Linked DNA regions of Mus musculus: all the other regions are linked to region 4. Evidence: chromatin contacts called from public Hi-C, HiCAR-type and promoter capture Hi-C data. All regions are on one chromosome and are shown on one strand. The core of a region is the stretch at or near the end of the contact, and the rest is flanking DNA. Distances in the headings are between cores, read along the strand shown.

Region 1 (2,700 bases), core at 162-2,661, 1.6 Mb before region 4:
AAAGTGACCTCATACAAATAAGAAAGCATCGGTGGGGCTTCAGTCCATGTCATCACTTGGCATCCTCCCAGCAAAGCTTGGTGGTTTTGCTCATGTATCGTAACCCTTAGAGACTCTCTTTATCTGTAGCATGAGAGTATCTGGGATTACTCTGAGAAAATACAAGCAAGCAATGGCTCCTATAAGTACCTTTGAGGCATAAAGTTTTAAAGTTATTTAAAAAACTAAAATTGTTCTTTCATTTTTTATAACAGTTTTTAAGTAACAAGTATTGCAAAAGTGGGTTAAAAATTACTAATGCAATTTGCATGAAAATGAAAATCACGCAACATACAAGTGCTTACTCTTAAGGGGTCTGTCTTCACGCAAAAGAGGTGCAGCATTTCTCTCTTCCCCAGAAGCCATCAAAAGCAACTCTGGATTAGTACTCATCTCTCATGTATGAATATGAAAAACGTATATGCCGCCTTCGTTTCCAACTCTGAGAGTAGATAACTCTCCTCTGCTCCTTTCCTTCCCAGCGTTCTCTTTCAGGTACGGACTGAAGGCAGGGCCTTGGCCATGCTGCACTGAACCATCTCCTTTATCTTTCTCCATTTCTTTCCAAGGATGCATGACAGGAAAGGCATATTGCCTTAGCTTTTATCTTCTAGCATCTAGCCGTGTGCTTCGGATGCTAGAATGTTTTCTGTGTGTGTGTGTGTGAAGTGAATGTTTGAAGGGGGAACAGACTGAAAGAAAGAAGACAGCACAAGCTTGAGCCAGTTTTTGTCTTCAGTATGTCCAGAATGGTCAAAGGCAGATACGGACATTTTGAAAGACAAACGCTAGATGCCTGATGCTAAGTTAGAGCACCCAGGCTGAAGTCTGGGCTCTCTCTCACTGTCGGTGCAGTCCTGCGGGCTATGCATAGATGAGAAAGAGGTGTGGCCACAGGGAGCAGGTGCTCACAGAGAAGACTCAGAGTTCAACTACACAGGACTCATGAAAAAGACTTCACCCCTGAGCAGAAGCAGCTGAGATGACAAGAAGCCTATTATTTTTAATTAGAAAAGGGAAGGTATGTGATAGATTGGTTGTGACAGAGACAATGTCACAGGTTACCCCAAAGGTTGGGGTTTGGGCAGCCAGGTGCCATCTCAAGGAGAGAATATGACAATGATAAAGCAGAGCTGAGCCTCCCTTCTCAGCTTTCTACAAGTGTAAGTCACAAGCAAGAGGTGTTACCTGGACGCAGAACAATCGTTCTTCTTGTAAGGACAGCACGTTAGGCCAACTATTTAAGCAGAACCAGCTCAGAAAGCTTTTAAGTATGTTTTCGCAACAAGAGCCTGGACACCGTCCCAGGGAGAGCACTGCCTGGGCATGCTTGCCTCACACTGGGCTGCCAGGGCTCGACACGTACCCATCACTCTTCTTCAGCAGGAAGCCCTTCTTTTCACTGCCGTACTCCTTGTTGCCCTGGAGCTGATGCATGCTGTACCCACCTTGCCGGCTCTGAGAGTCCTGGAAAACAGAAGCACAGACTGGCAAATGCTGTGCTGCCCCTGAGCCTTTGCCTGCTGGCCTGTGCCTGGGGGAATTATGGACTTTGGGAGCTGTCCAGGCCTACCTTTTATTTTAGCAGAAGAAGTAGGACATGTCAATATTTTGCCTGACTCACAAACCAAGTCCTAGGCAGAGCCCAGGGTCCGGGTCTAGTTTAGTACTGATTCAAACACAAAAGAAACAGGGCTCTGATTTAGGCTCAGTGTTCACTCACAGCAGGAAGCAACAGGAAGGGCTAAATGGGAAGAGAATGCAGGGAGTGTGCAAGCTGGCAGTGTCTTCCCTCGGCTGTACCTATTCTCCTTTACGTGTGTGCTGGAGTCCTCTAAATAAAGGACATCTTCATTAAAAAGATTTCGGAGCAGGGCACTGGCAATCAGCATACAAATCTTGTAACTATCTATACACTGAGCATCTATAATTAAAGTATCTGAATTCTGAAACCTTTTGATTACTGAAATGCCCAAAACCATCCTGGATTTGGGAGCGGTTTGGACCTCCTGAGTTACCCAGTTAGTAAACTATGCAAACATTCCACAAAAGGAACAATCTGCCTACGGCTCTCTGCAAAACAGACTGATGCCGATGAGTTTAGTCTGAAATCAGCATCCTACGGTGTGAAAAGTCTAGGATGTGACAAAGCATGCACACTCCAGCAAAAGAAACAAGCAAGCCTGCTTTCACTTTGGCACTCCACTGGTACCTAGCCGTGGACGCTAAGGACAGAAAGACAAGACACAATGGCCATACTATGAAAATCCAAGAAGTAAAATACAAATGAAACAAATAAACATATAGTGGAGTTGCAGCAAGAGGACAAGTCTCTAGGTACATAGTAGGACAACGCATTCTCACAAATGTATTAACTTACTCTTCTAGACTTCGATCAGGAAGGGCAAAGCAACAAAGAAAAAAAAAGGCAGAAGATTGAAAATAGTTAATTGTGTTAAAAGCTCTGTCAGCCATTACTTAAGCAGTTTATAAAATATACATAGAAAAGATTATTGTAAAGATGTACCAAAAAACACATCCATGATCATAATAGAATCTGGATGATAAAGCAGTAAAATATTTCTATACCAATCAAATCAAGTGTTACATATTTTAGCTCATGTGTGGTGAGGAGATAAACACAATGAAGATGATAAGGCG
Region 2 (2,700 bases), core at 80-2,579, 1.5 Mb before region 4:
CGGCGAGGCTCGACCGACTGGGGCGCTCGCTCCCGCGGAGCGGCGGGCGGCGCGCCCGCGCCAGTCACGGGGACAAACACGGAAGTGCTCTGCGCACGCGCCCCGCACGCCCCGCCCGCCCCTCTCTCTCCACTTACCCCCCCCCCCCGCCGCCCGGCCCTCGCGCGGCCCCCACCTCGCAGCCGCCGGCGCTGGTGCTCGTGCCCGTGGGGCTCCGGAACCGCGCCCCACGCACACACACACACACCCGGCCGCCCCCGGAGCGGTTACTTCAGCGAGCTGGTTACGCGAGCGTTTTTGCAAGAGAGGGACCAAAAAAAAAAAAAAAAAAAAAGTTGTTCGTGTTCTTTTTTAGTCCCGAGTGGGTGCAGGAAGCGAGGCCCGGAAAGCCGTCTCCCTTCTGCGCGGACCGAGGGATGGGGGCGCAGCCCTGCTGCCCTCTGAACGCCAATGCTGTGCCTTGTGCAGAGACAGGAAGGGTTGTTTTAAAATACTTTCATCTGTCCAGATGTATTTGGTTTTTTTTTTTTCTTCCCCTACCCCAGAGGACCGCCGAGCATCCGGAGATGCAAAAAGTATTTCTCAGGTGCAAATGCTCTTCACTGCTAAGCAGGAACTGACTTTCTTCTGAGAAAAGTACCAATTCAGCCCCAGCAAGATGTCTACTGTTGTTAGTCCAACATACCCATCTAATTTCTCACCACCGACTGGAAGATTTTGAGAATGGTATCAACAAAACCCACCTAGTCCTTGGGATTGGCCTCCAGGAGCCCTTGAAAGCGTATGACTGGCCTCCATTAAAGCCTGCTTTGGAAGGCAAGCCCTGTGGCCCACTCAGACCTGCCTGCATACCGTCCGATATAGCTAGCTAGAGGTTGTGTTCGCTGGCCTTTCTGGCCGCGTGTGGGTCGTGTGGCTCAGGGACCCACGGAGAGGGCTTGTCTTGAGTGAGGACCGGCAGGGAGGGAGGAGAAGACTGCATGTCAAGAGGAAAAGGTTCGCCTCACAAGCTGACAAATTCTGAGATGAGTGATGTCGGCAAGGGCCACATTCCTGCTGTCTTGGAATTTGCTTTGCAGCAGAGGACCAGACAAATAGGCAATACAGAGGAGGAGTAGGAGAAAATGACAGAGCCATACATAAACCATGGTCAGAGAAGGCTCAGTCAAAGTGTGCAGAATAGAATGGATACACCACTCGATACCCTGTTGGCTGGGAATCTTGGACCCCTAACTGCCTCCCATGAAAGTAGAAGACAGGGACCCTCATGGAGGAGGCTGAGTTCATGGATGAGGACTTGCTCTCTGCATAGGAAAAAATGGGTTAAAATGTGTGCTGTTTCTCTTCCTGGCTTGACCGAATTGGGTGTGCACTGTGCCTCCACTGCGGTTCCTACCAGTGCTCTCCAAGGCAGGGAAGTGTCTCCGCCTACTACAGGAAGAACTTGCTAAGGGAATGAGCATAAAGAAACACATCCCTGGCAAACTGACCTTTTAAAAAAAACTAGTGAATAAAGAGGTTAAACATAAACAAGAGTACTTTCTCTCCTCAGTACTTTAAAAGTTTGGTTTGGGAGACATGGAGGGTTTAGCTCTCAGGGAGAAAATAAGGCAGGAGGAGACTGGCAGCTGACCACCCCACAAGGGCAGGCTCACTGGTTGCCAGGGCTGCAAGATGTAGCATTTGGAGAATGAACATTCCAGAAGAGAATCCTAGCTCATTTCTCACAGCATCTGGAAAATTCTGTAAGTTGGAACAAATATGACCCTCACTAGCTTGGCCTAATTAAGCTCCCTGCGCCTCAGAAATCCCATGCTCCCCTATAAAGTACTGAGAGCAAATCAGCGAGAAAAATCAGTGAGCACTGGGGCTTCCCTCTGAAAGGATTTGTCTTCCTCAGGGCTGTGAGCCAGTCTGGTCCCACCCCCCACACCCCAGTTGTCATCTAGTACCTGCCCTGTCTACTGAGCTGGCAGCACTCCTCTGTGTGTGTGACATAAACAGTAAAAATGAACTGTTGTTCAGAGCCTAGACTTAGCTAATAAGTGTGTCTGTTCCCAGAGACCCTGAATTCCACAGCTTTCTCTCCTAATTCAGATACCTTGGGTTTGGGTGGCATGAGTTTATCAAATAAGAGGGTAAGGCGTGTCAAAAATGACCACCACACAGAGCCCTCCCAGCTCCAGCCGGTTTGCTCCCACACCTGGCTCTGCAGATGAACGAGTCAAGATTATTCCAAGCTCAGCAGTGGTAAACAGCCAGGGATTTCTTTCTGAATTCACCGGAGAGCCCAAACTGCCGCCACCAATTGCTGTTTCAGTTTCCTCCGAAGATTATGTTATGTATCTGCCCCTCCCCTGCCTCCTCCAGCCAAGAGGGGACTATATGAACAATGAGATATTGTGCTCTGGTAAGCATATACCTCCTTAGACTGGTCTGCAATTAGAATTTCAAAGCTTCGCACCTCAACCCACCATCTCTGGGGTTCATGGACCATAATCCTCTTTAAATTTGAAACCATGCCCTGGTGCAAAACCATCTGCACCTCCCTTTTTCTCAAATACCCCGAACGCCATTCCTGGATATCTAAAAGCAAATAGAGTCTGGCGTGGGCAAAGCTGAAAGGCTGGGTTTCTTTACAGGGAACTACCCAGAAATACACACTTATCCTCTCCAAAGCCAGAAAAAGACACGTGCACA
Region 3 (2,700 bases), core at 3-2,502, 1.5 Mb before region 4:
ACCTTAAAACTGATATATGCAAGAGAACATGGTTGAAATCTTTTCCATGTCTCAGAAATAAAAAAATAAAAAAAAATAGATAAAAATAAAAAAAGAACTGTCCATGGGCCAGATAGTGGTGCACACCTTTAATTCCAGCCCTTGGGAAGCAGAGGCAGGTGAGTTCAAGGCCGGCCTGGTCTACAGAATGAGTTCCAGGACAGGCAGGTCTATACAGAGAAACTCTCCCTCAGAAAACAAACAAAAAGAGGGGGCGGTGAAAACAGACAGACAGACAGACAGACAGGAGAAAACGAAGAAGGAAACTGTCTGTGGAAGTGGGAAACACTATCAGTACAAAGAAACATCTTCTCCAACAACAATTTGTGGTCCCAGCACTACCCATCAAGAAAGCTGTGAAGGGAACTCTGAAATATAGATACAGATCTGAAAGCTGGGCTTCTGCACCATTTGAATAAAAACTGTAAGAAAACTGACAGCATTCATCAGATCATATGGACTAGATAGAATGCCACTGTTGGGTTTACCAAAGTGTTTTTACAATGTTCATGTCCTCTGTAGGAAGAATTGAGGGTATATGGAGAAGAAACAGCATTGTTTCTACCTTGATAGAAATGCTCAAAAGATCGCAAGCAAAACCTGTGCAGCCAGAAATAGGATGGTACCTTTGTTTAAGTCACTGTGGCGTTGACTCACATAGCCAGGAGCAGCCTACAGCTGTTGCTAATTTTAAGACAGCCCTGTCTGTCCTATAAGAAAATAAGACTAAAAAGGAATAATAAAAAAATATGTTGAGGAAAATGCCTGGCACTTATCTAACAGACTGTGGCACCAGTGAATGAAAGGTAATGAAACCAGATCCAGAGGTAGTGAGGTCTTGCCCCAGGCCCTGGAGAGGCAGTGGGCATCTTCCATGTGGGATGTGAGAACACTGTGCAGTCAAATATGAGCAAATATTCTACCACCCAGGCAGGGGGAGTTACAGCTTACTCTCCCTGTGAAGGCAAACCTCACTCATATCTACCAGTGGGGACATTAACTCATTTAACACAGAACATGCTCTGTGCGAAAGCAACAGACCCAGCAACTCAAGTTCCAAGGTCCCTTCCTAAAAGCTTGCTAGAAAAAGTGAGTAGAGAAACATTAAAAGCAAAACAAAACAAATAAAATGGAGGAAGGCTGGAGACTTTACTTAGTGGTTGAGAGCACGAGAGTTCAGCTCTCCACATTCCTATCAAATGGCTCACAACGGCCTTAACTCCAGTTCCGAGGCCTCAGGCATGCCTGTGGTGCACATAAGCTCATGTAGGGGCACACACACACACACACACACACACACACACATTTTTGTTTTAAAAAGTTGAAAAGGAATGGAGAAAACCAATATTAATAACTAGATAAGTACAACAGTGCAACCAGAGGGTAAATGGTTGATTTTTAGCAACTGAGGAGACAGTCATATCACCAGTGGAGAATGCAGAATATATAGCAATACGAGGCCTGCTTGTACTCCATACATCCTTTATATGTCATGCATAAAATATCAGCTGTCACTGTAATTCATAAGAGGATATTTTTATGTGCTCTCATCTCATAGAATTCTCAAAACTGTGTTGTGGAATTAAAAAAAAAAAGAAGCATTATTTCACACCGCAAAGTTAAATTTACCATGCTTTTCAAAAGGATTCATTGCAAAATGTGAAATAATTAGCCGGGTGTGGTTGTGCACGCCTTTTATCTCAGCACTCAGGAGGTAGAGGCAGGCAGATCTCTGTAAGTTCCAGGACAACCAGTACTATGCAGAGACTCTGTCTCAAAACAAAACAAGCAGAAACAAAAAAAGAAAGTATTAGTGAGCACGTCACACACAGATCTCTAGGGTTGGTGACCATGAGGAATATAGAGAGAGCTGGATCCACATATGTAGTCTCTCTGGACAACACTGAAAGGCCCTCTCTCAACAGGAAGGGGAGGGAGGCATAGACTAAGGCCTGACACTTAAGATTTAAAACTTGAAAAGAGAAAGATATCACTGTCAGGCAGGAAAAACTAAGGAGGAAAACCACGCCAAAAACAAAAATCCAAACAAACTAAAACACCACTGCCATAACCAACCTAGACCTAGCTTTCTCTATAGTACCAAGGGCAAGGGCCTTCTGTTTTTAGTGTCCCCTAGTATAAGATGACAGAAACACTGAGAGTAGAATTCGCCTATGGAAAACAGTAAAATTATCTGCCCAAACCCCCAACTAGGTCAGTAGACATCAACACCACTGTCCTAGTTCACTTTGCAGAAGAGCACAATACATCCAGTCTTTCAGTTTAAGACACTGGAACAACAGGTAAACAGGTAAGTAACCAAAAGGGCAATTATCTAATTCTAAAAGGAAATCTGTTTTTAAAAATCATGTAAGATAAAGCAAGAGTACAGATTTAGAAAAATTCAAAATTCTGTTAACTGTAAAACAGAAACTTGAGTCTCTGGCATGTTATCAGGACACGAGCTTTAAGATCTTAAAGTGAAGTCAGGTCCCTGCCATTCACAAGCCACTTGTGCATACCATGAAACACTGGTGATACTATTGATTTTCAGCTCTGTCTATCCATCTGAGCTTAGCGATGTTTGATCGAGCATGAAAGCATCTGGTAGGTAAGGAGAAGCAGGCGTGTGGCAGGGTCAAGAGGACATTCAGTGAATTG
Region 4 (2,700 bases), core at 99-2,598:
ACTTGTCCTTAAACTCACAGAGAGCTGCCTGCTCTGGCTGGAACCAAAGGCACACCCCACCATATTGAATCTCATAGAAAGGGCTTCTTCTGGTTCACAGTTCAAGGTTGCAGTCAGTTCTGGTGAAGATGTAGCAGCAGTGGACTGTACTGCTGGGAAGCCGAGTGCTCTGTGTGTTCTGCTGCTGAGCTGTCTCTTGGCACTTATGCTGTCCAGGTCTTCCCACCTCAATTAACCTAATCAAGATAATCCTCACGGGCATGCCCAGAGGCCTGCATCCCCGGTAATTCCAGATTCTGTCAGATTGACGACTCTACGATCACAGAACCTGTTTAAGTATGGGCTTCATCCTTGCTGGTTTGTCCTTCCCTGTCAGCAAGGGACAAGTCTCACATCTCTTACGTGTACTTCCCTTCACTCGTTTCTATGACTCACTCGAGAAATTGCTTCTATTCTCCACACCCCCCCCCCTTCCTCCAAGGCCTTTGCTAATTCAAATTCTGTTTTATTCCAAGTTGACTCAAAGAGTAATTGCCCTCAGGCCTTCCTGGTTACTTCATCTTCTTTATCTCCTCCTCTTCAGACTTCACAATCTTATTTCTTAAGCAGAAAGTTGGCACTACGCTCCAGGGTATAGGTCTGCAAACCAAAGTGTATAGTTACATCATCCCATATGCTATCCAGCAGCATTAGCTCAGGACTTAGTAATATACTCATTACTAATTCTATAGCAGAATTCCATGTCTCTTAAATGAGCCACTTTGGAAACACAGTATTGGACTTCTGGACATTGCTTTTATTTCTCTAAAGGGGCTGTGGCCAGAGTATGGTGTCTGGCCAATGTTATGTGTACTGCCCACATTAGAGATGCCCTGGCTCTAGGGTTGACCCAGATTTGTGATTCCCAATAGACCCATCAAGTAGAATATTAATGATACCCAGAGCTAAGAACAGGGTTAGCCAAGTGTTCAGAACTTGTTCGAAAGAAGAAGACCAAGTCCTGAGGACTGTCTCACTTTGAAAGTTACGGGAAGCCCCAGGAGAAATGACATTTTCTTCTGTCCTCAGAGAAAATGCTCAACTATCACCCCAGATAACCCAAGTGCATTTCAAAAGCATTGGGCTTTCCGACACAAATCTGGCAGTTAAATAGATCCGAACGGGAGCCTGGGGAAAGTCACTACACTCAAGACTATTGGCCTTACCCTCACAGTCCTAAAGTGACCTTGGAGTTAAAACAGCCAGCCTTCCTGCTGCCCACTCTGCAGGTAAGGGCCAAGCCAAGCAGTCACCGCTTGGGGGCCGAGCTTAGCGCTTGGGGGCGGAGCCTCCCAGCGGCAACGCGCTGACGTCACGGGCGTGGGTCGGCCCACCGCGTCGTCGACGGGGCGCGGATCACGGCCGGTGGTCGCTGTACCCGGTCGGCGTCCGCTCTCTCGGCAATTCGTCCTCCGCCCCGACGAGGCGTCCGTGGCCGGGCTTCCGCAGTCATGCTGCGGTCGGCGCGGCTCGCGCTTCCCCTCTGAGTCCCGGGACGGCGGCGAGCGCGGCGAACTCGGGTCGCCATGCCTACCCGTGAGTGTCGGGCCAGGCCGGGCGGGCGGGCAGCGCCTCCAGGAAGCGCCGGTCCGCCCTGAGTTAGTTTCGCTTAGACTTCAGCGTCCCGTGGGCGGGGAGCGCGGGATCTCTGTGCACCCTCGGGGAAACTGAGGCGGGAGCGTTACGGGAACTGACGGCGGCCCGCGGTGACGGCGCGGTAACGGAGACCAGTGCGACCCGGGAAGCCCGGGCTGGTCCACTCGCCGCGCGGGCCCACTCGACTGTGGCCCCAAGGTCGAGGCCTGTGCTGCCTTAGTTTGAGGGACTTAGGTCCGAGGGACAGGCTGCAGCCCTCCCTGCGGCCAGAGGCCGGGCTGCCCCGAAGTGTGTCAGTCTGACTACTTCTTGGCTGACTTGGACGCGGTTTTGGCTTGCCCGCCTGCGGTGGGACCCGGGCTCCACTCATAGCAAGCATCCCGGCTGTCCCAGAGGGACGATAGGTTTCGAGATGACCCCGGTAGTCGAGGCTTTGAGAGAGAGACACTGTACTACAAGGTACTACACAGTTGCTAAGAGTGACCCAGATACTCACGCTGAGGCTTTAAATCATGTGGCTCACATTGATTACGTGCTAACTGGGTGGCTGATGCTGGTTATGGGTTTTTGAGGGTCTTTGCAAGTAGTGCTCTTGTAAGTGTGTCTTGCCATAGAATCTTTAAAGACTTGTGAATGTTTTTCTCGGAATTCCTAACTAGCCCTGCATGGTTTCTGTAGACATAAGTACGGGATTTCTAGGCAGCTTCAAATGCACAATTTCTTCTAGTGTTGGGTAAAGATTTCTTTCTGAATACTAGAATGGTTTGCCTCATAGCTGTGTCAAACCTTTCATCATAATGTAAAGGTCACTTTGACCCCTCAAATACCAAGTGTGTTTTATTTTGTTTGCACGTTATTCTGTGTTTCTTACTTTACATTTCTGCTTGATTCCTCCAGCCTGGAGGTATATTCTCTGCCTATCTTGTTCATGATCATTATTGCCAGTTTTATTATTCCTTACACTCATGTTCTATTATTTGACTATTTGGAATTAGCACCGTGCCAATCTTCTGGGAAACGAAAGGGGAGAAAGATAAAGGACATCAAAAGATGAGACTGCATATG
Region 5 (2,700 bases), core at 78-2,577, 1.7 Mb before region 4:
AGAGGTGCCTGTTCTGTCCCAGGAAGTCATGATCCCGAGCTTCCTACATTTGTATCTGTGAGCGTAGCTTGTGCTATAAGCAAGGACCAGGGCCTTCCTTGCTGTGGAGAGAAACTAATGACAATCCAAAGGATGACTGATTCCAGACAGCTTTGTTACAAGTAGATAGTTATTCCAGTTAGCAGGATAGATTGAAAAAAAAAAAAATACAGGACCACAAAACACAAGGCCCTCTGCACAGGGTGCTAGCTGACTGTTTAACAGTGTCCTCTAAGGATCATATTTACACTGTAAGTTTCTCCCATGTAAGAGCAAGTGAGCCCGGCTGGTTAAGGACAGTTATGGTTCAGTGCCTGGCAGCTGTCAGATAGGCAGCTGTCTATCTGTGTCAGCAGCAGACAGTCCAATGCTCGGAATCTGATGTCCCACGATAGGCTGCCAGGGGGAACTCAGTCAGGAGAGTAAGTTCTATTTTCAAGCATGGGCTTGACCTGTAAAAGGAAGGGATAGGTGGTCTATCCTTCGTTAACCACGGTTGCTATGGCCAAACCTCTAAGCCCATTTCAGCAGCTGAACCGCTGAATAAATGTAGCCTTTGTTTTCTGGGTGTTCAGTAAAGAGCTAGCTAGAATTTATTCAATGCAGGCGAGTGATGCCTGGCACTAAGCCAGATGGAGCACTCTATGTTTTTTTTTTTTTTTTTTTACGTCCCTGTGAGATAAAATTACACAGGGAGGCTACAAGGGGTGGGGGTTGGGTGTATTAGTTCTTGGCTTCTGCTGTCAGCGAAGGCTCTCTGAACAGGTGCTGGCTCTGCCTGTCAAGACAGGTCACCACATAACCAGGGCACAGAAAATCAATCCTTCAGATGCATTTATCAGGTCTGGAGGCTCCTTTCTGTCCTCTTGTCAGAAGCACGACTTGCTGGGGATCATGGTTTTGCAGAAGGGAGAACAGCACAGAGCTCACACAGTATAGATTTGTAAGCTTGGTACATTAATGGTCTGTCTTTAAAAGTGTGTTCTAGTAGACTGTGCAGAATGATAAGAAACACTTGGCTTGTATCCACCACCATAAGCGTTTGTCTTTGATGAGAACTGCTCACGCTAAAGCTTTATTGTAATGTTCCCTATCATTTTATGATCTACAAGGTCATTTGGGGTCTCTCTAAGAACACAGCTCCCATTTATAACACGATTTCAATGGAGAATAAGCTGTGAAAAAACCAGTTTTGAATAAAGCTCACATTTGCCAGAAAACAGCACCAGTGTGATTCAAATAGGCCAGTCGTTGTGTACCAAGGGCACTGCCAACCTGTGCTGACCGGGGCTGAGCGCACTGGGAGAATCCCACATTTGGATTCTCTGGCAGCTACAGTGCTCAGCACCTCTCAGCTACAGCCCTAAAATTTCTGTGTCTTAATTTGACCCTCAACACCGAGCTCCAGAGCTGGACACACTCTGGAGAGAGGACAAAGGGCTAGTGTTTGTGGTAATGGGTGGGGAACCACCTCCACTGGCCTAATGTTGGGCTGGTGAAGGCATCTGACAACATAGGGAGTAACAGCGGCCTAGGCCATCCTCACCTCATCTGAGAGTATGGGACTGTGGGTTTTGTTCATACGGGATCTGTGTTCGGACCCCAGGTAGATGAGAACCTACATTACCTACCTCATTTGGAGGCGTTGGGATGGGAAAAGTGTGGTGTGTGATCTCTTGTGAGGCAAGTGCTTCACAGATATTATCAACTACTATGGCACCCTCATCCCACTCCGGAGTCAGGGGCTCATGAAATGCAGGTTGTCCTCAAACTTGCTAGAATGATAACGAACTCCTGATCATTTCATTGTTTCCTGTACCAGCCAGTTAAGTAGGGCTATTGAAACCATGGAGGTTGCTGAAGGAGTGCTGTTGCTTTTCTACTTAATCAGGAACAACAATTCATATGGGTAGGAATCCTACAAGAAGAGCGAGGCCCCCATGTGACAGAAGGACTGCAAAGGAGGCTAATAGCACGGCAGGCAGCTTATTTCAGACTTTAGAGAGGGAAGTCATCGATGAAAGGAAGAAAAGGAAGGGGAAATGAATATCAAATCATTAAAAGAGTGTAAGTAATTAGACTAAGAAGCACGGCGTTTGGGTTATCTGGAAGGATAGTGATTGTGTAATCGTGACGTGCACTTTCACACAGTGCTGGGGATCAAACCCAGGGCTTCATGTGTAAGGACACGCTTTCTACCAACTCTCACCTCTTTAGTTCAGACAGTCACATATTTAACACAGAGGCATCTCAGTACAGAGCAAAGTAGCCTTTCAGAGAACCAAGAGCTACAGACAGCACAGGTGCTAACACCCATGGCTCTCAGACTGAGTCTCAACTACAAAGTCACTTTACCGTTTCAGTCTTGGTTTTTTTTTTTTTTTTTTTTTTTTTTTTTTCAGGAGGATGGGCATAAAAAGCCATGTAACTCACTGGAGGTTAATGCAAGGTAACAAACACACCTACAATACCCAAGATACGACCTTTTGCACTCTCGTGCCTGGGGAATGACAAAGTCGCACTTCTGAGCTGCCCCGGATAGTATGTTTCAGATCCTGCCACTTAACTGGCAGGCTAAGCAACCAGGGGGTCAAATCCATCAGCGTCCTCAAGCTCGTACCTTTCCCGGCGTTCCGAGGTGGCAAAGGGGGAGCCTCACTG
Region 6 (2,700 bases), core at 20-2,519, 1.4 Mb before region 4:
TGGAGTGAGCAGGTGAGAGAAATGAAGGACGAAGTATTTCTTTTTCTTTTTCTTTTTTTGAGAAAATATCTCCTTTTAATTTATTTTTTCCTTTATGTGCATTTATGTGCCTTGCTGTTTTTCCTGCATGTATGTCTGTGTAAGCGTGTTGGGTGCCCTGGAGTTGGAGTTGCAGACATTTGTGAGCTGCCCTATAAGTGCTGGGTATTGAACCCAGTCCTCTGGAAGAGCAGCCAGTACTCTTACCTACTGAGCCATCTTTCCAGCCCTGTACTTTCAAAAGGGTGCTAGGAAGTATCTTAGTGATACAGTACTTGCCTCTTCACCTGGAAAATCAAAACAGAAACAATACCCTAAGAGGTAGAACCAACTCTATGCTATTAAGACACTTGAGAAAACAGGACTCACACACACATTCACACATATACTCACATACAATACATGTATTCACACACACATATGTACACACTCACACAATACACACATTCACACATATATACACACATACACACACACACACACACACACACACACACACACACACACAGAAGTAGAAGGGGGGCTTTGCTGTGGGAGGAAGAGGACCACTGTGAAGAAGAAATATGAGGAAGAAGAGGGGTACTAGTGGGGTTATAAAAATACCAATACACAAGGATATCTGTATATAAAAATGTCAGATTGAAATCCATCATACACGTTAACAAAAATATTAATTTTAAAAACAAACTTAAAAAAAGAAAATATAGGCATTTGTAGAATGCATAGAGCTTTTAAAACATTGACTGAACATGAATGATGCTCAGAGAGGCTTGGCCCTCAGGGCTTCTCACTTATTTCCAGGGCTCTGCACAGGATCCAGCATGCTGCAGCTTTCTACTTTCTACAAGAAGGAAGGGAGAGAGGGAGGGAGGGAGGGCAGAGGGAGGGCAGGAGGGAGGGAAGCAGGGAGGAAGAGGGAACGGGATCATACTTTCCAGGCTCTTGGGTTGAGGCGAATACAGTAACTGAAGAACAGCCAAAACTGGAAAGTGGCCTCAGGACTTTCAGACCACGTCAATCATATCCAAACGCCCTTCACAATGGGACTTAAAAACTGTTTTCCTATCATGCGTTTCTTTTTCTTTCCCATCCAGACCCCTAAGGCATCCTGACCCTTTCTGCTATGTTAGAAATGCAGAGTTGAAAGGTCAGCCTTGTGTTTGGCTTCTGGGACACGTTTCCTGTCCATGTGCAGTGCACATTCCTGATCCCTGCCCTGTGGCCAAAAAGGGACATCAGCTGGATGCAGGGAAATTCAATTTGGCCGAACAGCCGGCAGCATGACAGCGATAGAGTCTGCCCTGACATTTGGAAGGCAGAGGATTTTCCCAGGGCTTGGCTGTGGATGGTTGCAGGCTGAAGTTAGGTCATTTGTATGTACGAAGAAAAACCCTAGAAGCAATGCCAGCTGGTTTCTGAATCCCTCTAGGTCACAGCGGGCTGCTTTTTCTGCCTTCCTGGGGTTATCGGTGTCAAACAGGAACACTCTGGTTTCTCTCCCTCTTCTCCAGCCATGACACCTGCTCTGCTACGTGGTGTGATCTTACTCATTCTTTCCTTCATTCACACTGTCTTGCCTAATTTAGGAAGTCTCCACTCCTATTCTTGCCTTTTCCACACTGAATTCACAGCTAGAGTGCAGCCCGCTGCTTGGAGTGCCAGGCAGCTCCTAACTGTGACAGTGACAGACAAGACAAGAAAAGCTGACCCCTTCTGAGGTAAAGAACACTGCTTTACATGGCAGAATGTGGGCCACATGTGACTGGACTACCCACTAATGTGGGAACTTTTCCCTACCAGTCACTCAGTGGAGTGGTTAGGCTGGCTTCCAGCCCCACCCTGCGGCCCTAGGGCATCCCACACTGAACTTAATCTGAAGGCTCTGGTGTTCACCTCTAGGAGACAGCGCTTCACAAGACAGGCCGCATCATCTGCATGTACCCTGCATCCCAGTTCCTAGGGCCTCAGGGATACGCAGTGGATTTTGTCCCTTCAGTGAAAGAAGGAGGGATCTAAGTGATAGACATTCAAGTCTTGCAATTACCTGAGTGATGCCACTCAGGTCCCATCACAGCTAAGGTGTGTGTGTGTTTGTGTGTGTGTGATACACAGAGACACACATGTGTGTGTTCATCTGTATGTAGGCCACAGGTTCATGATTCAGTCTTCCTCAATCTCTCTCCACCTTAATTTTTGAAGCAGGGTCTCTCACCAAACCTGGAACTCAATAAGTATAGACAGATTGGCTGTCTCTGCATCCTGAACACTGGGGTGACAGACATGTGCCACCACATTTGTCCTTCTCACCTAGCTTCAGGGGCTTAAACTCAGACCCTCACGCTTGCACAGCGCACACTTTACCAATGAAGACACCGGTGTACCCCGAAAGGACATGTTTTCCCGAAGTAAAAGATAAACACACAGTACCGTCCATTTTAAGTGGAATTTGACACACAAAGAAGCCAGCACTTGTATCATGCTCATCACATCTGCTCTGTCCCAGTCACTGTCTCCCTCTCATCTTTGAAATGGCAGCTTACTATGCTCTGAGTGGTATGTCAGTGAGCTCAGGGGACTAGAAGTAGCACTGCACCAGGAGTGGAAGGCATAGAGGGAGGAGCCACAGCACTGAGGGAAGTGTCCGGACCAGCAGAGGCTGTG

Evidence for each region. Promoter capture Hi-C pulls out the DNA fragments that hold promoters and counts their contacts. A called contact is a pair of places that touch in the nucleus more often than the background predicts. HiCAR-type assays count read pairs that join an accessible place to other places.
Region 1: a HiCAR-type map of astrocytes shows a contact between it and region 4, with 4 times the contacts expected there. The contact joins the enhancer-like site here to the promoter of Efr3a in region 4. A contact is called at or near these places in 6 of 39 promoter capture datasets (the 3T3-L1 cell line, 3T3-L1-derived adipocytes, hippocampal neurons and 2 more) and 1 of 115 datasets of contacts at active chromatin or transcription factors (astrocytes).
Region 2: a promoter capture Hi-C map of hippocampal neurons shows a contact between it and region 4, with 7 times the contacts expected there. The contact joins the promoter of 1700010G06Rik here to the promoter of Efr3a in region 4. A contact is called at or near these places in 3 of 39 promoter capture datasets (embryonic stem cells, hippocampal neurons and stem cell-derived epiblast-like cells), 4 of 115 datasets of contacts at active chromatin or transcription factors (astrocytes, differentiating embryonic stem cells, embryonic stem cells and 1 more) and 1 of 9 other capture datasets (liver).
Region 3: a contact with region 4 is called in a Hi-C map of the N1E-115 cell line, with 5 times the contacts expected there. The contact joins the enhancer-like site here to the promoter of Efr3a in region 4. A contact is called at or near these places in 4 of 39 promoter capture datasets (embryonic stem cells, hippocampal neurons, liver and 1 more), 1 of 484 Hi-C or Micro-C datasets (the N1E-115 cell line) and 3 of 115 datasets of contacts at active chromatin or transcription factors (astrocytes, embryonic forebrain and stem cell-derived neural progenitor cells).
Region 5: a contact with region 4 is called in a HiCAR-type map of astrocytes, with 3 times the contacts expected there. The contact joins the enhancer-like site here to the promoter of Efr3a in region 4. A contact is called at or near these places in 5 of 39 promoter capture datasets (the 3T3-L1 cell line, hippocampal neurons, liver and 2 more) and 4 of 115 datasets of contacts at active chromatin or transcription factors (astrocytes, cardiomyocytes, embryonic forebrain and 1 more).
Region 6: a contact with region 4 is called in a HiCAR-type map of astrocytes, with 4 times the contacts expected there. The contact joins the enhancer-like site here to the promoter of Efr3a in region 4. A contact is called at or near these places in 2 of 39 promoter capture datasets (embryonic stem cells and hippocampal neurons) and 4 of 115 datasets of contacts at active chromatin or transcription factors (astrocytes, embryonic forebrain, embryonic stem cells and 1 more).

What each region holds. Positions count from the first base shown.
Region 1 is chr15:64,151,425-64,154,124 of GRCm38.p6, forward strand. It overlaps Asap1 (ArfGAP with SH3 domain, ankyrin repeat and PH domain1), which reads right to left. Exons shown (of 31, transcript NM_010026.3): 12 at 2,420-2,428; 13 at 1,406-1,506. Among named protein-coding and RNA genes, the nearest start is that of Gm20717, 55 kb to the left of the region's middle. Within about 2 kb of position 1,412, at least 39 of the 459 cell types and tissues checked have an H3K27ac peak or open chromatin away from gene starts, as enhancers often do. A contact at or near this core is called in astrocytes and liver, where this site is marked.
Region 2 is chr15:64,312,789-64,315,488 of GRCm38.p6, forward strand. It overlaps 1700010G06Rik (a long non-coding RNA gene), which reads left to right and starts at 1,330. Exons shown (of 2, transcript XR_003951590.1): 1 at 1,330-1,745; 2 at 2,170-2,700. The region is part of intron 2 of Asap1 (ArfGAP with SH3 domain, ankyrin repeat and PH domain1); the gene reads right to left.
Region 3 is chr15:64,270,594-64,273,293 of GRCm38.p6, forward strand. The region is part of intron 3 of Asap1 (ArfGAP with SH3 domain, ankyrin repeat and PH domain1); the gene reads right to left. Among named protein-coding and RNA genes, the nearest start is that of 1700010G06Rik, 42 kb to the right of the region's middle. Within about 2 kb of position 1,253, at least 48 of the 459 cell types and tissues checked have an H3K27ac peak or open chromatin away from gene starts, as enhancers often do. A contact at or near this core is called in the N1E-115 cell line and hippocampal neurons, where this site is marked.
Region 4 is chr15:65,785,672-65,788,371 of GRCm38.p6, forward strand. Efr3a (EFR3 homolog A) reads left to right here and starts at 1,349. Exons shown (of 23, transcript NM_133766.4): 1 at 1,349-1,575. The coding sequence starts at 1,566. It overlaps Gm41339 (a long non-coding RNA gene), which reads right to left and starts at 1,372. Exons shown (of 3, transcript XR_875389.2): 1 at 1,206-1,372. It overlaps Gm41338 (a long non-coding RNA gene), which reads left to right and starts at 1,926. Exons shown (of 2, transcript XR_875388.2): 1 at 1,926-2,700.
Region 5 is chr15:64,117,299-64,119,998 of GRCm38.p6, forward strand. It overlaps Asap1 (ArfGAP with SH3 domain, ankyrin repeat and PH domain1), which reads right to left. Exons shown (of 31, transcript NM_010026.3): 25 at 2,660-2,700. Among named protein-coding and RNA genes, the nearest start is that of Gm20717, 20 kb to the left of the region's middle. Within about 2 kb of position 1,328, at least 79 of the 459 cell types and tissues checked have an H3K27ac peak or open chromatin away from gene starts, as enhancers often do. A contact at or near this core is called in astrocytes and embryonic forebrain, where this site is marked.
Region 6 is chr15:64,344,007-64,346,706 of GRCm38.p6, forward strand. The region is part of intron 2 of Asap1 (ArfGAP with SH3 domain, ankyrin repeat and PH domain1); the gene reads right to left. Among named protein-coding and RNA genes, the nearest start is that of 1700010G06Rik, 31 kb to the left of the region's middle. Within about 2 kb of position 1,270, at least 68 of the 459 cell types and tissues checked have an H3K27ac peak or open chromatin away from gene starts, as enhancers often do. A contact at or near this core is called in astrocytes, where this site is marked.